Linked DNA regions of Capsicum annuum: region 2 is linked to region 1. A link is a contact called in public Hi-C data. All regions are on one chromosome and are shown on one strand. The core of a region is the stretch at or near the end of the contact, and the rest is flanking DNA. Distances in the headings are between cores, read along the strand shown. Region 1 holds the start of LOC107852353 (leucine-rich repeat and IQ domain-containing protein 1). Region 2 holds the start of LOC107868137 (2-alkenal reductase (NADP(+)-dependent)).

Region 1 (5,009 bases), core at 685-3,184:
AACTAACCATTCCACTTATTGTTTGTTAGACAACTAACCAACTCTCTCTCAATATATATTAAACTCTTACTTAGACTCTGCCAAAAATTAATTTTTAATTTGATCAAAATTAAATAGAACGACATAAATCCTAATTTAATTGAGATTATTTTTTTAGGATAAATTACGTAAAAATACAAATTTAAGAGACATAAATACATAAAATTCCTTATTTTTAAAATATTTCATAAAATTTCATATTTCTTTTTTTCCTCTTGATACATATTAAATAAGGAAGTAACAGATTTGCATTTATTTTAGGAGAGTAAATAATGAGAGAAAATTTCTTAATTATCTAAAAAAATTAAATTAAAATTTTTTCATCAAATTTATCATTTTCAATTTTCAATTTGGTTTAATTTTTTTCCATCTCTATTAATCTTTTTATTTCCTTGAAAGTTTGTAAGTTTTACTGCGTACTTCATGCTGACAAACATTCATATTTCTTTGAAGAATTTTCATACTGTAGAAGCTAAAAAATCTAACAGTTTTCGGCGGAACCATGACAATGCCGATGTCTGATGCAATGGTCCGTAGAATTAGATATCGAATTCGGCGTTGATACATATATTTTTTTATTAATGCATTTGACACATATATAATGTTGTTAATTTCTTGATACATTTTCGTACTATAAATGGTGATACATATGAGTGATATATTTGCTGTCAGTCTATTGGTGATAGATATAAGCGATACATTTGTTGTCAAAATACTAGTGTATATATGACAGATACTTTTTGATAGTGATTCAGATTTTTGATTCGTTTATAAATGTTTGATATATTTAACATATATAAACTATTCCTTTTTGTATGAGATTGAATTTTGAATGAGTATTGAGTAATTTTATCGCCTGTTATGTTGGAAAGTTTGGAGCTCCAAATGTTCATAATGATACATCTGAAACCAAATGTATTTATACCATGATTTGTGCGTGATTTACTCTCTGTAATAATTGAAAATTAGTTATTTTCTTATTTAACTAACCACTTAGTTACAAATGTATCACAATACATATATATCAAAGCTAAAGATATGTATCACAAAAATTCAAATTTGGTATACAAGTTATGATAAAACGTATTACAACCTATTAAAAATTCAAATTTTATGTAACCTACCATTTTCTTTTCTTTTAATAACCGTAAAAATAAGGGGAATGGACAAGAATAGCCACTCAGCTAAAAGAATTGCCGTTGAGTGGCCATTGATTTTGAATTTTCAAAATATAGCTATTTAGGTCATTTTTTGCTACTGCCTTCATGTTTTTTTTTCTTGTCTTTTAGCTATTTTTTTAAAATTGTTGCTAGACTTTTTAAAAAATTCATTGCTTGCCCTCTTTTTCTAAAAAAATCTTTTTGTCTTTTTTGTCACTATTTTTTTCGCAGCTCCATTTTTTTTATTTTTTTAAAAGCTATTCTTCTAATTGGTGTAGTTTTTCTAACAATCAAATACGATTTGATAACATTGTAATTGTTGCTCTTCTTTTTAATCAATCACACATAATATTTGATATCAAATACATGAATCTTTGATACCAAATATAAATACATATTTTATACAATAATTGTATAAAAGTGTATCAATATGGTATAAAAATGTATCAATTGAGTATAGAGACTGCATGTATTCAATTGGGCCAATAAATTGGGCCAAATGGCTCCAATTGTCCACATTTTTAAATTGCGAACCATTTCTTTTCAAAGTGGTCAGCCCATGTCCTTTCCCCAAAAAATAACCTAATTCTACCCAATTAGACCCAACCTTCTTTGACCCGGACCGAGGCCCATCCCCTTTCAATTTTGTCAGCAGCCCAATAACACTAACAGCAAACCCAACCCAACAACCAGTGACCCGGCCCACCTTACAACTCCCTTCTCTAACCCGATTCAACACCAACATCAGTCATCAGCAGTGGTACACCGATCGAACAACAACACAGCAACTTGAGCCAAAACAACGACAAATATCAACAACACAGCAACTCAACGGAGAAACCGGACACCCGCGAACCAACCAAGCAAAATCCGAAACAGCTCCGACCCGATATCAGCAACGAAGCGCGACAGCAACTTTATCTCTGTGTGTTAGGTAATTATCGGAAGAGTTCGTGGGTGCTGCCAAATTTGCTGCCAGAGAAATATTGACCAGGTAATAATCCATTTTTGAGGATTTAGCCTTTGAGTTTACAAAAACCTCAGGGTTTATTGTTCTTTTAATTGTTTTTTTTGTGAGTTCTATGATTTTTCTTAAGTAGTATTTTGGTGTTTTTGAGGAGTCAAAGGAACCCCACTTGCTTGTTTTCTTGATTTTTGTGTAAAAATTGGATCTTGGTTGAAGTTTGTGAGAATTTAAGGAACCCAACTTGCTTGTTTTCTTGATTTATGTGCTAGTTGTTTATAAAATTTGGATATTGATTGAAGTTTGGCTTAGTGTAAGTTGCAATCTTGAGATACCCTTTTGGTGTTGGAGTTTAATTGAGTGAAAATGTGGTGTTTTAGCTGTGAAAGTTGAGATTTTGTTGTGTTGATTTGGTGGGGAAAGGTAAGATTTTGAGACCCTTTTTGTTTTAGCTGAAAAGTTGGATTTTGGTTAAAGTTTGAGTTGTGTAAAGTTGCAATCTTGAATGACCGTTTTGAAGTTGGAGGTTAATAGAGTGGAAATTGGTGATTTTGCTGTGAAAGTTGAGATTTTGTTATGTTGTTTTAGTGGGGAAAGGTAAGATTTTTAGACCCTTTTAGTTTGAGGTGAAAATTGGATCCTTACCTGTGAGAATTGAAGCTTTTGTTGTGTTAGTTTGGTGGGAAAGTTGAGATCTTGAGACCTTTTTAGCTGAAAGTTTTGAGGTTCTTGGGTTTTGAAAATCTGGTTCAATGGGTAATTGTTGTGCAGTACCAAAAACTTCAGACACTGAGGAGAAGAAAAGGGGGGAAAAAGTAAGCCAAAGCCATTTTCTGTTGTCTATGCTCATAAGAATGGACACAAGTCCAGTGGCGGAGCCACATTGAATTCAGGGTTCGTCGGAAAATTATATCATTTTTACATGATTAAAAACATTTTTATGTATATATAGTAGATGTTGAACTCCCTTTGACTAGTCCATATATTTACTTCTGAACTCCCTCATGAAAATTCTAGCTCCGCCATTGCACAACTGGCGGTGATAACGAGGCGATGTATGAGCTAGGGCATGATCTTGGGAGAGGTGAATTTGGCGTCACATATTTGTCTACTGTCAAAGCAACTGGAGATGTGTATGCTTGTAAATCGATATCCAAGAAGAAACTTAGGACTCGAGTGGATACTGAGGATGTAAGGAGAGAAGTTGAGATCATGAAGCATTTGCCTAAGCATCCTAATATTGTCACCTTAAAGGATACTTATGAGGATGATAATACAGTCCTTATAGTTATGGAGCTGTGTGAGGGTCATGAGCTATTTGATCGGATTGTTGCGAGGGGCATTATATGAGAGGGTCGCAGCTGCTGTGACTCGCACAATTGTTGAAATGATTCAGGATGATCAAGAAGGAGGGCGAGTGTGAAGGCCAGTAACCGAAGAATATCGAATTTGCTTCTATAGGAGGCTAGAACATTTGATTTAGTTTCCTTTAAAATGTAAATATGATGAATATAACTATCTTGTAAAACTTTACTCTAATATGTTTTATATAATTATGTTTTGCAAGTTAAAATTCTAATGAGCATCAATCTAACTTATCATACATATTCTAAAACATCCTTGATGTTGGGCTCGTGCTGCACGGCTCATACTCCTCTAGAGTGTGTGTGTGTGTATATATATATATATGCATGCATTGGATCCCTACTTTGTCATTATAATTCACCAACTACCCATTCCACTTACTTTATTTAAATCCATGTGCATGTTTTTCAAAACATTTATTTCTGTTCCATCAATTTTGTAATTTATTTTATCTTTCTTTATTTACAATATGTATTGGCCTACAATGTATGTAAGCCCATTTGTTTGTTCCTTTTCTTTAATTTAATTAATAAAATAGCTGCTAGTGGAAAGATTGTGATAAAGACACAACTGCTATATTCAATTTTGGCTGTATCTTAAACTTTTGTAAGGTTAATTAGTAACATATATATTTGGGTATGCTATGTGTTATCAGGAGAAACAGAAGATTCACACGGAGCAATGGATAAACTAAGAGAAGCAATTTTGAAAATGGCAAATAGTGAACCCAATGTGCCATTGTCACAAACCAAAAATGTCATTCTTCAACAACATCTTAATCGTTTCTTCGATTGTCTTCATATTGCTCCTGATCATCCTCCTTACTCTTGGGTAACTTTTCTAAATTTTGCATCTAAATGCTAATTAATTATTATAACTGATTTGTACAAGGTTAATCCTTTTTTCGCCCCCAAAAAATAGGGTTTGTGGGAAGCTATTGTGTTTGTATTCATTGTAATTGCTTGGCATGTTAGCCTTCCTATGCATGTGAGTTCCAGAGATGAGGGAATTTCTTTCGTGATTATGTGTTGCTTTAAAATGTTTGAGTAATAATTATTCTTTTGAATAAGGAAGTGTTTATCCTTACTTGACCATGAGGCACGGATGGAGTACTTTTTTTCGCATACTTCCTCCGTCTCAAAATAGTTGACATGTTTACTAAAATACTTATCTCAAAATAGTTATCAGTTTAAAAGATCAAGAGAGCATTAATTACTATTTCCAACTTTACCTTTAGCACTAATTATTCTAGAATTAAAAGACACATGAATAGATGAAGATTAAAGAATTCATAAGGGGTATATTAGTCATATCACACTCATAATTAAATTTTGCATTAAATGATTACATAAAGCAGTCGACAGTAAAATTTAAATTTTCAAATCATAATTAATAAAATAAATTTGTAATGAATATTTTTCTTAAATAGACTGTCAAGTCAATATTGACCAAGTAAAATGAATCGGACAGAATAGTTAAGG
Region 2 (5,009 bases), core at 1,841-4,340, 970 kb before region 1:
TTTGTGTCTGATTATAGAATATATAGTTCAATAATTGAACTTATGGATAATGCTGTTTAAGTGAACTGCTTTATACAGGCTCAACTATTTACTGGTTTTTCTCTTTCACGGTCTCTTCAGTTTTTTTAGCTGTCGCTCGGATTCTTTAAAAATGTTGTCACACCCGTTCAATTCCTCAAAAAATGCATAACTCAGAGGATCCGCGACATACACCTGACAATATATTTTTTAAAGTCCGAGCAATATAGATTTTTATTGTACACATAATTTTATAGCTACTGCTTGTATCAGCTAGACTACAACAATAACAACATACTCAGTGTAATCCTACAAGTGGGTCTAGAGAGGGTGGTGTGTATTCAATAGAGAGGTTGTTTCCGATAGACCCTTGGCTTGAGTAAGCATATTAAGAATCAAGTATATAAAGAAAATACAAAAGCGAAGAGATCGTGTTAAAACAACTGATAAAGAGAACAAATAGCAACAACAAATAATATGCTTACTAAAGAGAAGGAAACAAGATAGACCGATGAGAGAACTAAATAACGCTCGACTACCTACTAACGATGTATCAGCTAGACTCATTATAATGCAAATTCCAGCAAAATACTGGCAGCCCCTTACTTTCTGGACACATGAAGAAACAGAATTTCCCTTTTTGTGCCAAGTGATGGAGTCATTTTCTTTGAATTCTACTTCAATTCAACTTGAATTCAATACTTTCTTGAAATATAAATATATGAACACTAACTATCCAACTCCTAAATTCTATCAAACTCATACTAATAACAACACAAAGAATATTTTCAACGTATGGACAAAAAAAGTATCATTTTCCTCTTCTTGCTAGTACTAATATTTTTCACTCTTCAACCTCCATCAGCTTCTCAGATGTTGGTTTCTCATAATTGTAGACGCCCCCAGGTGAATGGCGGTTGTTGCATAAAGCCATTGGCATATCCGAGGTGCACATGCAACTCCGGCATAAGAACAATGTAGTTATCTTTGATACAACGGATTTTGGCCATTCTAACCTCTCACTTCCAGGAGGGCGTTGTCGCTATGACCCCAATGACATGGTATCATGCGAAGACTGCTCTGCTCATTTTGTTTTATACGACATTGGTAGCAACATATTCCGAGCATTAATGCTCCAAACAGATCCTTAGTGCTCTTCTGGTACGGTCCTCCCCGATGGAACATTAGTCCAAACCGGAGGATATAATGATGGGGACCATGTAATACGTACATTAGCGCCTTGCACGGGTGAGAACTGTGATTGGGTGGAGCTCACCCGTACTTTAATTCAACGAAGATGGTATTTAACTAACCACATCCTTCCTGATACACGAATAATCGTGGTAGGGAGAAGAAGACAACATAACTACGAATTCTACCCGAAAATTTCTGGAGATCCCTCTTCTGGTTCTGGACTATCAGCTCTATTGGTGGAGTGAAAAGATCTAAGCACAACCATGAAAGTAAGACTGATTTCGAGCATGAATTGTCGATCATAGCATGCATAGGATAACTCATCCCGGGATTAGTTATCCTAGGATTGTAGTGTTTTTCTTATTCCTCCTTGAGGGTGGGATAACTAATCCCGGAATAACTTTTTTTCCAACCAAAACAAAGGTTATTCAATTTTGTGGTATGCCTCAAGGTTCTTAATACTAAAACTTAAATAGTATGAGAGCACATATGAAATAGTCACTAATACTAATGTTGTGTTCAAATTTTTTCAAGTTATTCAACAATTTGTTGTTTCTGTTTTGCCTTTCAAGATCATGTAATCCGAACTTTTTCCACATGGACCACTACTGAAATTGTATCACTTCATTGGAATGGTTACAGTAGTAATGATATATCTCCCTCGGTTTCCGTCCTTCCACTCCCTGAGGCACATCAACTTGGCATCCATGTTTCTGAGCTTGGGCTACACTTTCCTAGTTGTTGGTGCTTGTATTCATGCTGGTAAGTTCTTATGTTTTTTGTAGTTCAGGTTCTTTTTTCATGTCCTTGGAATATTTTCTGAACAATTTGGAGAATTTAATTCACAAGGGTATCAGTTGTTATTGTTATGTAAATTTGATGTGTATCAATTGTGCCTGCTGGAAAATCTTAGACACAAGAAACGCCAAATCTTTATGTGAATTTTGCTTTCTTTCAGGAAGTTCGGAAGCATTTTGATAAAGCTAATGTTGCTTATGATCAGTGCCCTTTCATCAATTACCGTTAATTAGGGAGGAGGAAAAAGAGAAAAATTGGAGAAAGAGCTGACTGATTTTGAATTTTTTTTTTTTTTTAATGTTATTAGGTTTGGATGGGACGGGTCAAGTTATTATGTTTGGGTGGATTAGGTTTAGCAGGTCGGTTATTAATTAGTTTAATTAACTATTACTTAGTCAATTAAAAAGAGTTATATCATTAATGAATTGGGGATAAATATATCTATTAAATAAAAGGACAAAGTAGGCCTATAGGTAGACGGAGAGAGCATTCAAATCCAATAAGTAGACGGAGGACATTTTTACATTATTTTAGATAGTTGAAGGGCATTTTAGGCCCTTTTCCGTTGTATAAATTACATGTGAATAGTTTGTTTAACACCTGTAGATGAAATGTTGGGAGCGTCAACGATTCAGATGTTGGCCAACTTTCCAGCTGCATCTCAGTTGTGCAGGACGGGATACAATCTCATCTTAAAACCAATATGAATACTTACCAATCAAAATAAATATTGTATTTAAATAAAATAAAAAATAATTGGTAACAATAATTCAAATAAACGTTAGTTTCTCATATGGTCATTCAACTAATATTTTTTATCTTAAATAGTCACTCAACTTTATTTTGTAATAAAAAAGTCACTCAATTATTGTTATTTCACCTCCACCGTCACTCAATTAATTCAAGTAATTTTGTCAATAAATATTGTTGAGCTGAAATATTTTAAAATAAAATTTCACATCAGAAATATCAATCAGAAATATTATTTGAATCGATTGACTATCTTTGTATGTGAAATATCATTAATTTAGTGACTTTATAGATAAATTATAATAGTTGAGTGATTTTTCAAATATAAAATAAAGTTCAAAGTGATTTTTCAATATACAATAAAGTTGCGTGAACTTTGAGGGAATTACTATATTAGTTGAGTGAAGTTTGTGTAGTAAACTAAGTTGAAAGGATTTTTTAAGAAATTATCTCTCGTGTTACGAAACAAAACAAATTGTACTCAATGGAATCCGTAACGCTTTGCCTTCTCGATCGTTCCGTCTCCCACTCTCCCTCCTAAGTAAACTTGTATCAACAACCCTTGATTCACATCAAACAAAGAATTAGAGAGAATGGCAGAAGAAGTGAGCAACAAACAGGTGATTCTAAAACACTATGTGACTGGTTATCCCAAGGAACCGGACATGGAAATCAAGAATGGCACCATTAAACTGAAAGTTCCAGAAGGTTCTAATGCTGTCCTTTTGAAGAATCTTTACTTGTCATGTGACCCTTACATGCGTTCCCGCATGCAGAAAAAAGAGGGTAGCTATGTCGACTCCTTCACTCCTGGCTCTGTAAGTTTTTCATTTTATTGAATTTAGTAAATAAATTTGAGAGTGGGAGCATTGTCAGTTGTTTGTTCTACTAGTAGGTTGAGATTTACATAATAGTAATTATCTTCAACCCAATCCATTAACTATTGGGTGAATTAGGCGGGTCACCTCAATTTGAGTTCATTTTGACACCTCTAGAATGTACCATGAACCCATTTAGACAATATTGTATTGTTAGTTGCTACTCTTGTTTGCTTTGGCGTTGTTAGTTAATTACTCATTCTGTTCAAATTTATGTGGCACCTTTGAGTTTCGAGATTCAAACATGTTTTTCTTTGACAACAATTTTTTCATATTTCTTTTAAAAGATATTGAATTCGAATATATTGCTTTTATTTCAAAAAACTTAAAGATTCTATGTCCAAAATCACAATCAAAAATAAATTGTTTGACTCTCAAAATTTGAACTGTGCCACGTAAATTGGGAAAGTGGAGTACTAGTTTGATTTATAACTTTGTATGTGGGGAAGAGGGAACCATTTTATGTCTCTACTGAATCTAATACTGTAATAGAATAGCTTAGGCTTTCTTTTTCAACTTCTGTTAGTTTATTATCAAATGGGTGAAACAATCCAAATCAAAGAAAACTCTTTTTTTCTTGTTTCTCTTGTTTGAAACGTTTTCGAATGTTCCTTTGATCCCTTAAGCCTATTTGCTTATAAAAATGTTTACCTAGTAGAGACAAAAAACTAGGTGCTTTCATCTCATTTGTTCTAGCTTTGGTGGACAGAGTTAACAAGTACTTGGTACTTGTTGCTGGTGGGAGGTATCCCTGGATTAATTAGTTGAGGTGTGCGAAAGCTAACCTGGACACCACGGCTATAAAACAAATTAATGTTTTCTTGTTTGCATTGGGATTGTTAATTAATTATATTTACTGAAAATGGTTTGTAATTTTTAAAGGCAAACTGAATAGTTTAAGGGTGTGATTAGTTTGGACTAATGTACCAATATTATGTTGATTCCATCTGTTTATCAAAATTGATGCCCATTTAGTTCAGCAAAACTGATGAGTTTAACTAAGTCATACATTTCTTATTCCAAGTAATCTATATAGGTTGGATAAAATCATTCTTAATGTTCGTGGTTTCTTCTTCCTCCTACAAACAATCAAATAAACCTTTCTATTCTTTTCACCTAAAATGCTCTCTCCATTCAGCATGTTATGATTGTAGTTTTTTCCTAACTAAAATACGAACATTTCTTGTTATTGTTGAAACAGATTACAAAGTTTTAGTACATTTTGTTGTAAAACAAAATGAACAAGCTTTCCAATTATTTCGTGAACTATGTACCGATATAAATATCAATGAATTGCAAGTGAGTTTGAATTCCCTGAGTAAGTTGTTGAGACCTCGAATGTTCCAAATGGAACTTTATTTCTTTTTCCAT

What was found. A called contact is a pair of places that touch in the nucleus more often than the background predicts.
Region 2: a Hi-C map of leaf shows a contact between it and region 1, with 6 times the contacts expected there. The contact joins the promoter of LOC107868137 here to the promoter of LOC107852353 in region 1. A contact is called at or near these places in 4 of 5 Hi-C or Micro-C datasets (bud, leaf and placenta).

Annotation. Positions count from the first base shown.
Region 1 is chr4:26,377,528-26,382,536 of UCD10Xv1.1, reverse strand. LOC107852353 (leucine-rich repeat and IQ domain-containing protein 1) reads left to right here and starts at 1,934. Exons shown (of 4, transcript XM_047411771.1): 1 at 1,934-2,193; 2 at 4,184-4,359. The coding sequence starts at 4,210.
Region 2 is chr4:27,349,974-27,354,982 of UCD10Xv1.1, reverse strand. LOC107868137 (2-alkenal reductase (NADP(+)-dependent)) reads left to right here and starts at 3,090. Exons shown (of 2, transcript XM_047411772.1): 1 at 3,090-3,578. The coding sequence starts at 3,354.